Linked DNA regions of Sus scrofa: region 1 is linked to region 2. A link is a contact called in public Hi-C data. All regions are on one chromosome and are shown on one strand. Each heading gives the region's core, a stretch centred on a gene start, on an enhancer-like site or on the middle of the called end of the contact. The rest is flanking DNA. Distances are from core to core; before and after follow the strand shown. Region 1 holds the start of TERF1 (telomeric repeat-binding factor 1). Region 2 holds the start of RDH10 (retinol dehydrogenase 10).

Evidence for each region. A called contact is a pair of places that touch in the nucleus more often than the background predicts.
Region 1: a contact with region 2 is called in a Hi-C map of skeletal muscle, with 7 times the contacts expected there. The contact joins the promoter of TERF1 here to the promoter of RDH10 in region 2. A contact is called at or near these places in 3 of 47 Hi-C or Micro-C datasets (heart right ventricle, liver and skeletal muscle) and 1 of 2 datasets of contacts at active chromatin or transcription factors (alveolar macrophages).

What each region holds. Positions count from the first base shown.
Region 1 is chr4:62,829,940-62,834,876 of Sscrofa11.1, forward strand. It overlaps TERF1 (telomeric repeat-binding factor 1), which reads right to left and starts at 1,520. Exons shown (of 10, transcript XM_005663028.3): 1 at 1,161-1,520. The coding sequence starts at 1,467.
Region 2 is chr4:62,598,606-62,603,983 of Sscrofa11.1, forward strand. It overlaps RDH10 (retinol dehydrogenase 10), which reads right to left and starts at 2,376. Exons shown (of 6, transcript XM_021089230.1): 1 at 1,875-2,376; 2 at 1-219. The coding sequence starts at 2,163. RPL7 (ribosomal protein L7) reads left to right here and starts at 3,825. Exons shown (of 7, transcript NM_001113217.1): 1 at 3,825-3,858; 2 at 4,596-4,710; 3 at 4,873-5,039. The coding sequence starts at 3,845.

The sequences.
Region 1 (4,937 bases), core at 270-2,769, 230 kb after region 2:
GGCTAGGGGTCTAATCAGAGCCATAGCCACCGGCCTATGCCAGAGCCACAGCAACGCGGGATTCCAGCCACATCTGCAACCCACACCACAGCTCACAGCAACGCCAGATCCTTAACCCCACTGAGCGAGGCCAGGGATCGAACTGGCGTCCTCATGAATACTAGTCAGGTTCCTTACTGCTGAGTCACGACAGGAACTCCTGGAACAACCCTTTTAACTTATCCATACTTTTAGGTTGCTCAACTCTATAAACTGAGATTACCTGCCTAACTGAAGGTATAACTGTGAAGAGAAACTCTGTCAATACCGTTTTTTAAATATTTAATTTCCTATTAAATACTATCCTGGGGGGTGTACTCAGCTGCAATAAGTTGAGTTCAGACTCAGATAAATACCAGAGCATCTTCCGATTATCATTCAAAAAGTCAGCCAGCCTTCCTACAGGTCAATGTCTTTGTCCATCATTTACAGGCTGTCTTGTCCAGGCGGTGAACTTAATCGTCAATTACTTTTATTCAGAAGCCTACCGTGGGCAAGCAAGCCAAATGAGGTTTAAAAAGCTTACAAAGTATTAGAAAACATTGGAATTCCGGTAGTGGCTAAGTAGTAGCGAACCCGACTAGGATCCATAAGAACGCGGGTTCGACCCCTAGCCTCGTTCAGTGGGCTAAGGATCGACGGTTTGGATACCTTGTTGCTGTGGCGTAGGCGAGCTGCAGCTCTGACTGGACCCCTATCCTGGAAAGTTCCATATGCTGTGGGTGCGGCCTTAAAAAACAAACAAATAAATAAATAAAGTAATAGAAAACACTAATGCCAAGGTCACAGTGACTTGCTAAATAAATGCCATTACAGGAGTACCTCAGTCGAGGAAAGCAACACAAGCGCCAATGGAAACAAAAGGAATAGGACACCGAGTTAGTTAAAATTTTGTACATTTTAACTCAGTGCTCTATCTACTCTAAATGGGTCTTGATCTTACTTTACCGAGGAGAAAAACAACACTTGAGAAACTGTTAAGAGGCGGATGCGGGATTCGAGCCAACGTTTGTATCCAAACCAGGGGCCTCCCGCTGCGGCGCCGTAGCAGCCCAATCGCCCGCCCTGCCGGGGCACAGCACTGCAAACCAGGCCTCGGCTCGGGTGCGCCCGGCACTCACCCTCTGCGCTGTCGCGGGTCCGGTGGAAGTCGCCGGAGCGGCCGTCACGGAACGCCCGGCAAAGGGACAGGCAGAGGAAATCCAGCATCCAGCCAGCAGCAACAGCCTCGGCCTCAGCCACTAGGCCAGCGTCCTCCTCTTCCGGGGGAGCCCCCAACTGCACCTGGCACTCGAGCAGTTCCTGGCACTCAAACTGCTCCTGATCCTCTCTCGCCGTTTCTGCCATCTGCTCCTCCGGGAGCTCTGCATCCTCGCCATCCGCACGACCCCGCGGGCTCGGAGCCGCTGAGGGGGTGCCCTCCGCCATGTTAAACAGCTCGCGCCGTTCAGACCTTCCTGACGCCGACCGGCGATTGGCTCGCTCTGGAGGGCGAAGGGCGGGACCGCGGAGGATCACTTCCGCCCGCGAAAACCCACCAATCACACTGCGGGGAAGGACCAGCGACTTGAGTCTGGCTTCTGATTGGCCTAGAGCTGCTCTCACAGCTGGACCTTGAATTCGCCGCAGTTCAGGGCCGCCTCTTTGTTGGTAAACCAAACAAGTTCAAATTGGGTGTGGCGAGAGGTTTGGAAGCGGTGGGGCAGTTTTATCCTCATGGTACGATGCTGCATTGACTAGAACACGGTTGGTTAAAATGGAAAAAGGTTTTATGCACAGTGTGCTTCAAAAAGAGGCGATTAAAACTTGTCACGATTATTTAAGCGTGACACTTTCTATCCCCGTATTCACTTAGCAGGTACTGTGTGATTATGAACCCACATTGTTCCAACAGAGTTAGAGCTGTGCTTCGCCAACCTGAACTGGCATCAGAATCATTCCTCACAGATTGCGGGGCTTCTCCCCCAGAGTTTCTGTTCCATAGGTCTGAATATTCGAAGGTGGTACTGAGACTGATAGTCTGGGGACCAAATTTTGAGAATTAGAAAGAGTATTTTGGAGTTCCCATCGTGGCGCAGCGGAAACGAATCCGACTAGGAACCGTGAGGTTGCAGGTTCGATCCCTGGCCTCGCTCAGTGGGTTAAGGATCCCGCGTTGCCTTGAGCTGCAGTGTAGGTCACAGACGCGGCTGGGATCCCGAGTTGCTGTGGCTGTGGCATAGGCCGGCGGCTACAGCTCCGATTAAACCCCTAGCCTGGGAACCTCCATATGCCGCGGGTGGCGTCCTAAAAAGACAGAAAAGGCAAAAAAAAAAAAAAAGAGTGTTTTATTATGGAAATGATGTCAGTCAGGTCCCTAAACAGACTATAGAATTCAGCGGGCACAAGAAGTGAACACTTATTTTGAATTTTGAAACTTAACCTTTGAGCGCAAGAAAGGATTGGGGGAGGGATCTGGCTATGTTCTATTTATCTATTGAGTCACAGTTACATCAGTGTAATCACTTTATGAAAATTCATTGAACGTGATATATGCACTTTTCAGTGTGTGCCTTCTAATTGAAAAAAGTTTACTTTAAAAACCTTTCTGGGAGTTCCCGTCATAGCTCAGTGGTTAATAAACCAGAGTAGTATCCATGAGGATGCGGATACCATCCGTGGTCTTGCTCAGTGAGTTAAAGATCTGGAGTTGCGGTAAACCGTGGTGTAGGTTGCAGACATGACTTGGATCCGGTGTTGCTTTGGCTGTGGCATAGGCAGACAGGCTGTAGCTCTGATTCAACCCCTAGCCTGGGAACCTGCATATGCCGCAGGTTTGGCCCTAAAAAGACAAAAGACAAACAAAAAAACAAAACAAAACAAAAAACAGCAAAAAACCTTTCTGTTTATATAGCACGTGCAACATCATCAAAGCCTTTATGTTTTAATTTTACACATTTATTATTATTATCATTATTTTCCTTTAGGGCCGAACTTGCACAAATGGAGGTTCCCAGGCTAGGGGTCTAATCGGAGCTGTTGCTGCCGGCCTACACCACAGCCACAGCAACGCCAGATCGGAGCCTCCTCTGTGACCTGCACCACAGCTCACCACAACACGGGATCCTTAACCCACTGAGTGAAGCCAGGGATCATACCCTCAACCTCATGATTCCTAGTCAGATTTGTTCCACTGCACCAGGATGGGAACTCCTACACATTTATTATTGCTTTAAAGCTATAGTTTAAATGTTGAATCATTAAAACACTATATTATGTCTTTTAAGAATGCCTAGGTTGGGGAGTTCCCATTGTGACTCAGAGGAAACAAATCCAACTAATATCCATGATAATGCGTGTTCCATCCCCTGGCCTCCATCAGTGGGTTGGAGATCTGGCATTGCTGTGAGCTGTGGTTTAGGTCACAGACTCGGCTCAGATTCCAAGTTGCAGTGGCTGTGGTGTAGGCCGGGCAGCTGTAGCTCTGATTCGACCCCTAGCCTAGCCTCGAAACTTCTGTATGCTGCTGGTTGGGCCCTAAAAAACAAAAAACAAACAAAAAAAGAATGCCTAGATTGGAATATCCATCCACTACGGTTAACCCACTAGCTGTGTGACCTTGGGTGAATCATGCCTTCATGTTCTCTTCTGTATACTGTGTATGGTAATAACACCGTAGAAGGAATTGTTCCTTCAGCTTCTAATGGTCCTATGGCAATAAATCCTGTTTACAAACAATACAGAGGAATAGGTCTAAGGGATTAAGAGTTGCAGTTCATTGTGAATTTAGCAAACAAACCCCAGGTTTCCAAACTGGAACTTTTTTGTCACGCAGGTCTCTCAGATGGGGCCTTCTTTCTTTCCTCCAATCCTCCTTTGCTTCTTCCCAGCAGGGAGTTAATGGTTATTCTTAAATATGTCAACCAATTTATTCAGAGCCACAAACTAAACCTAGGGAATTTTCCTGTGGAATCATTTACTGAAAGATTCAGGGAAATGAAACATTTTTATCTATCAAGTAATAATATGTAATGAAGTGGAATGAAAAGTGTATACTTCTGGTTAGGATTTAACCATAATTGTCAACAAAATTTTAGTTTGGGGCTACTTCCAGCTATATACTGTATTCTCTGGCCTCTTTCCTTACTGGTAGTTCACTGAAGAAAAGTTAAGAAGCACTGTCCTACTAGAGTGGATAAAAACGTTATTTTAAGGAGTTCTCTTGTTGATGCAGTGGATTAAGGATACAGTATTGTCATTGCAGCAGCTCAGGTCACTGCTGTGTCGCAGGTGTGATCTCTGGCCTGGGAACTACCATCTATTGTGTTTGAGGTCAAAATAATAATAATAATAATAATAATAATAATTTTAAAGTCCTATCCCAACAGACAGTCAATAATACAGTCTTATTGGATTATGGGCCAGAAAACAGCTGGAGGAGGAGGAAGTCTCTCATTAAAGAAAAAACAATAATTTTTTTAAACCTGCCCATCAGGATGGATGGTAGATTTATACCTCTGAAATAATAGCTTTTTTTGTTTGTCTTTTTTAGGGCCACACCCACGGCATATGGAGGTTCCTTAAACCACTGAGCAAGGCCAGGGATCAAACCCGCAACCTCGTGGTTCCTAGTTGGATTCAACTCCTGAAATAATAGTTTAACATTGCTATGAAAAGAAAACTCAACAGTGATTAAATATAAAATAGCTACAATAAAACTTATAACTAATTCATAAAGTCCCAGTAACACTTTAGCCATATATATTTTAATGGTACAGTAGATAAATCAAACACATGGCATTTCAGTAAAACTTACGTGTAACTAATAAACATTCTGAGATGGGGGATTTTTTTTTTGGCAGAAAATTTTATAATATATCATTCCCTTAATAACCACTTTAAAAGATATGGAGTCTAAT
Region 2 (5,378 bases), core at 1,126-3,625:
AATTGACCATCATGGTTCTCTCGATTAGCTCATCAGGACACTCCAGCAGGTGATGCCCAGAGACCACGCCGGCATTATTGACCAGGACTGAGACCTCGCCAACCTCCTTGCGGACCCTTTCCGCTGTCAGGTAGACATTCTCTCTCTTTCCCACATCACAGGTGTAGGTAAAAACCTGCAAGTTACAGTGTGGCAGAATTTCTTCCTCACCATTGCCAGCTGTCCTCAGAAGTCCAGATGAAGCGGAGAAAAAAAAAAAACACAACAGAACAGAGAAGGATGGGGGGTTGCAAAACGTGAGTCATGTGGCCATCAGCAGGACAAAGATCATACAAAACAAAAATACTACAGTGAGCTTCAAATTTCTAACACCGTAAGGCTTGCCAATGACTGAACTTACAGCTGCCTTCCTCCCCCCAAAAGTCTTTGGGAATTACAGCAATTTACTGGATAACTTTGCTTAGGGGAAAATCATGTAATTGTGACAAGCCCAATGCAAGTCGGACCTCGAGGGATCGGCTTCCTGGAGCTAAAGACACCTGGAATGAACTGATCTCAGCTCCAAGAGCAGCAACCCCTCCTCCCAAACACACACGCTATACACACTCCTCTTCTGGGAGGAACAGTGGCCAAAAGAGGCTCTTACTTCAGTACCAGTACCCTTCAAGTGGAAGCTCACCTCAAGGCTCACAAATCAATACTGTAATTAATTATCTGAATTCATCCAAAGCCAAGAAATAAACATCAGGCGTCTCATGAAAAATTAAGAGTCACATGCTGGTTTGTTCTAACTGGAGTAGTTAAATTCCTCTAAAAAGCACCCTCACATAAATCAAGTTTACAGATAAATATGCAATTTTACCACAAAAGGAACCCAATCCAAAAACCGAAATCTCTTCCCTGGAAACAAATACCATTCTCTTTCAGGTTTCCACAGAGAGCACAAAAATCTGTATTTTGCTACCCTCATACCAATGTTGAAAATGTACCAGATTTGACCTTTGATTTTTCTGACCTAAAAATGCAGGTGCCAGTAATTTTGGTGACAAATGATGGCTATGGGGGAGGGGTGCTGCTCAAATTAATCTTCTGGATATAGTTAAATGTTTTCCCTGGAAATGAAGAAGTGCCAAAAAAAAAAAAAAAAAAAAAGCAAGAGCCATTATCAACTCTCCTGGATCAATACTTATGGTTGGTGATGGTCTCCGCTTTGGCTAAAAAAAAATCTCAGATTCAGGTTAATAAATATCCAGAAATGTAGACTTTCCAAAAGTTACCAAAAAGATGGAATGCATTTTACAATAAGGCTTAAATCCTTCAAAGCGTTTTTCCTTAAGAGACGAGGTATCTTTCAATCAGGCTGAGTACGTAACTAAAGTACTGACTTATCTCTAGTGAAACAATGTAATTATTTCCCTCTGGCTAAAGTTAGAGTGAAATCATCAAATGCTGCCCTAGTTTCTGAGGTTCAGACCTCAGGAACCAGCACACATGCACCACCAGTCCACTCTGAGAACAACTTCGCAAAGACACTAGTTTCCCATTTCTCTAGGATTCAAACTGGTAGTAACAAGTTCCCTTGCCTGCCTTAGCCCGAGGGCTTCCGAAACCCCAGAGTCGTCCCCTAAAGGACAGGACCTCCTTTAAGACAAGGTTTTGGCGCACTTTCTCCCTTCTAAAGCAGAGGTGATCATGTTCCTTTATCAGGGGGCAAATTCCACTCGCAGAAGACAGGGCTGGGGCGGGAGGGGGGTGTTCTCTTCCTCGAGACCCAGGTTGACAGTGACAGTGGGGTTTCGGGGCTCTCCGGGGAAGGGCACGCGGGGGTGGGAAGGGGCTTGACCCAACAATGCTCGGGCGCAGGTCCCAGTTACCTTGCAGCGCCGCGGCGTCCGCCGCCTCCAGGTCGCGGTAGATGTGGCGCACCATGCCCGCCGTCTCCTCGTTGCTCTGCGTGTTGATGTCCCAGAGCACCAGCAGCGCCCGGCGCCGGGCGAACTCGAGCGCGAAGAGGCGACCCAGGCCGCTGCCGGCGCCCGTAATGAGGCACACCTGGCCCGCCACGCTCTTCTCCTTGGGCCGCACCAGCCAGCGCGCCGCGGCCAGCACGAACGCCCAGAGCACTTTGAAAGTGACCACGAAGAACTCCACCACGATGTTCATCGCGACGGCCGGGTCTCCGCAGGAGCCCAGCGCCCGCGTCCGCGCCCACCCCGTGCCGCGCAGCCCGGTTCCCGGCCCCGGGGCGCTTGTCAGAGCGGCCGGGACAGAAGGCAGCGCCCCGCGCCCGCCCCCGAGGTGCCCGCCGGGCTAGAGTGCGCGGCGCCACTCCCGCTCGGGCTCGTCGCGGTGGCCCCGGGCTGTGCCCGCCGCCGCAGCCACCCGACTCGGCGCCTCCTGCCGGCGGCCGCCCGCCCGTCCCGGAGCGCCCGCCCCGCCGGCCGGTCCCGCTGCAGCGGCGGTGACAGCCGCGAGTTAGGCGGCGCGCGTGGCTCTCATGGCCAAGCTGCCGCCGCCCGAGCGCCCCCGGAGCCGGCGCTGCGGCTCCCTCTCACCCCGGGGGAGGGGCGCACAGCGGAGACGGCACGGGCCGGCCGGCCGCCGCGGAGTTGTCAACTTAACCCAAGTTGCTAGAGGGTGGGAGAGTGGGGTGCGGGGCAGCGGGAACGCCTGGAAGGGGCGACTCGTTCCGCGCAGGCGAGCGCTCCGCAACGGCTTGCAGCTGCCTCCGCGGTCTCGTGTCCCCCTGCCCTGCACTCCCCGCGGCTGTCACTCGGGCACCGGGCTCCGGAGCACAGCGCCGCTTGCAAGTCGGAGCGCTCCCGGCCGCCTCTGAGAGGGCTCCACACTCCGCGCTATATAACCCGCGACCGGGAAGAGCCGGCGGCGGCATCGGCCCTCCCTCCGCTCGGCCTTCCCCGCCCCGGGCGCACCCCGCCCCCGGCCCAGCCCCCAGCCCGCCCGCCCGTCGTCCGCCGAACCGCGGCGGGGCAGCCCCTCTCACAGGGCCGTGGCTGCAGCCTCCAGCCCTCCTCGCACCTCCCTTCGCGGTTCACGCCCCCTGCCGTGGGGTGTCCCGGCCTCCGCCTGCCAAGCCCGACGGTCGGCAGTGCCCCGGCCATCCTCCTCCGGCCGTCGGGTCCTCGCTTGTCCCTGACTCGTCACTTTGGTTAACCAGGGGGCTCTGGGCGGCCCCGCCTGCGATCAGGCGCTGCAGAAGACAGCCCTGCGGGCTGAAGGAACGAAGAGAAGGACCTCAGCAGCGCGGCAACCGTCGTGCCTGTCTGCCACTAGGGTTGGGAAAGAGCCGAGAAGGCGATCAAAAGCCGGAGAGGCTTAGAATCGTAGTTGGTCCTTTGGAAGGTGGGCCAAAGGGCTCTCACTTTCCCCGGCTGGAATCACCACCACCGTGGTTCCCTACAGTCTCGGTCAAGTGTTGCCCTCCCGCCGGACGGGCAACGAAAGTGATGCATGCCGGGATTTGTAGTTCGCGCCTTGTTGGCGTGTCATTTGCAATATTACTGGGTAGAATACGAGCCGTATTCTGTCAACGCAGCCTAGGGACTAGGACCCCAAATAGTCTAGGCGTCAGCACTCTTTGCTCTCATCGTATTGATTAAAGAGTCTAACCAATGCATTCATTTTTCCCATAAGAATTTTACTCGAAACTTGGTCGTACGACGCTGAATCAGGAAGTTCTTAATTCTGCGTCCGCAAGGCGAATTCTCACTTCTGAATTCTTTTCTGGCTTATCCTGGGACACCTATGAGTCGTGGGGCTTCACGCTCGCCGACTTTAAGTGGACAGCGCGCATGCGCTAACTTCCTCTTTCCCGGCTGGAACCATGGAGGGCGCAGAGTAAGTTGCTCCTCGTCTTCTCCAGAATCCTTCTCCATCCCCGAAACCAGAGACCTTTTGTCTCCCTTTCCCCCGGTCCGATTGTAGCATGTACTTTTGCCAGCCTATATGGGTGTTTGTGACGCTGTGTGACACTAGCGGTGGTCTCAGGCTAAGATGAGATTCCGGCGGCCTTGGGGCGGAGGCTTTGGAAACACCAGGAGCAAGGTGTGAGCGCTGAATGTGTGCGGGACTGACCAGTTGTCCAGTTTCCCTTCTTTTCAGGGAGACTCAGAGCCTCTGAATTGGGTTCTTCCGTGGCTGCTGTTTGCCCCAAGCGTCCCTGCCCCCCGGCCTTTACTTACAGCATGTGGAGTTTGAGGCTTGAACCGGGGCGGCAGTTGAGGTTTTGTTTTGAGATTCTTACACCTTTTTAGATTGATTGGTAGTTCGCTGTCATTGTCTTGCATCAGTCGCATATTTTAGCTGTCTGTATTTTTGTTGTGGGAGCCTGGAACTGATGGTAGATTAAGTCTGAATTGACTGTTTTTGTGACTCTTGGTCTGTGTTGAAAGTAGGGTAAAATGGCCCAGAAGTTCCCTCAAATCTGTTTCTCGCAACAGGGCGTGCTACGGCAATTGAAAATACATTTAGAGCCACAGGCATTAATAGCGTTGAGACAGCGTTTTAGATAGAACAGGGGAATGCTGCGATGCTGTGAGCGTTCGAACTATTAATGTTAATGTTTTGTCTGGCAGTGTCAAAGAGAAGAAAAAGAAGGTTCCTGCTGTGCCAGAAACCCTTAAGAAAAAGCGAAAGAATTTCGCAGAGCTTAGGATTAAGCGCCTGAGAAAGAAGTTTGCCCAGAAGATGGTAAGTAAGTTTTTTTGTGGCATCGGTTGTAGCATCTCTCTTTTAGAATGTCAGCACATGCTTTTGTGGAAAAAGGTTCAAGGGAAGGGTTTATACTTAACTGATAGTGCTAATTTTGAGTGGAAGCTAAAAAGCAGATGAGTAACTGGTGTTGGTTTTCAGCTTCGAAAGGCAAGGAGGAAGCTTATCTACGAAAAAGCCAAGCACTATCACAAGGAATACAGGCAAATGTACAGAACTGAGATTCGAATGGCTAGGATGGCAAGAAAAGCTGGCAACTTCTATGTACCTGCGGAACCCAAATTGGCATTTGTCATCAGGATCAGAGGGTGAGTTCAGTTTTTATTGGCTTCTGGTTTTAAAGAGAGAGGTACCCAATCCTAGGGAAACTTCACGACAGGAGCAAGGAAATAGAAATATTGGGGGTGGTAAGTAGAACAGGGGTTTTGTTCTGTTGTTTTTGGTTTAATGCAGCTGCACCTGCAGCTTATGGAAGTTCCTCAGCTGGGGGTCACATTGGTGTTACAGCTGACACCTTCACGGAAGCTTGTGGCAACTCCACACCCATAACTCACTGAGCAAGGCTGGGGATCAAGCCTGCATCCTCACAGAAACAACATCAGGTCCTTAACCTGCTGAGCCACAGTGGGAACTTCCAGGAGGAGTTA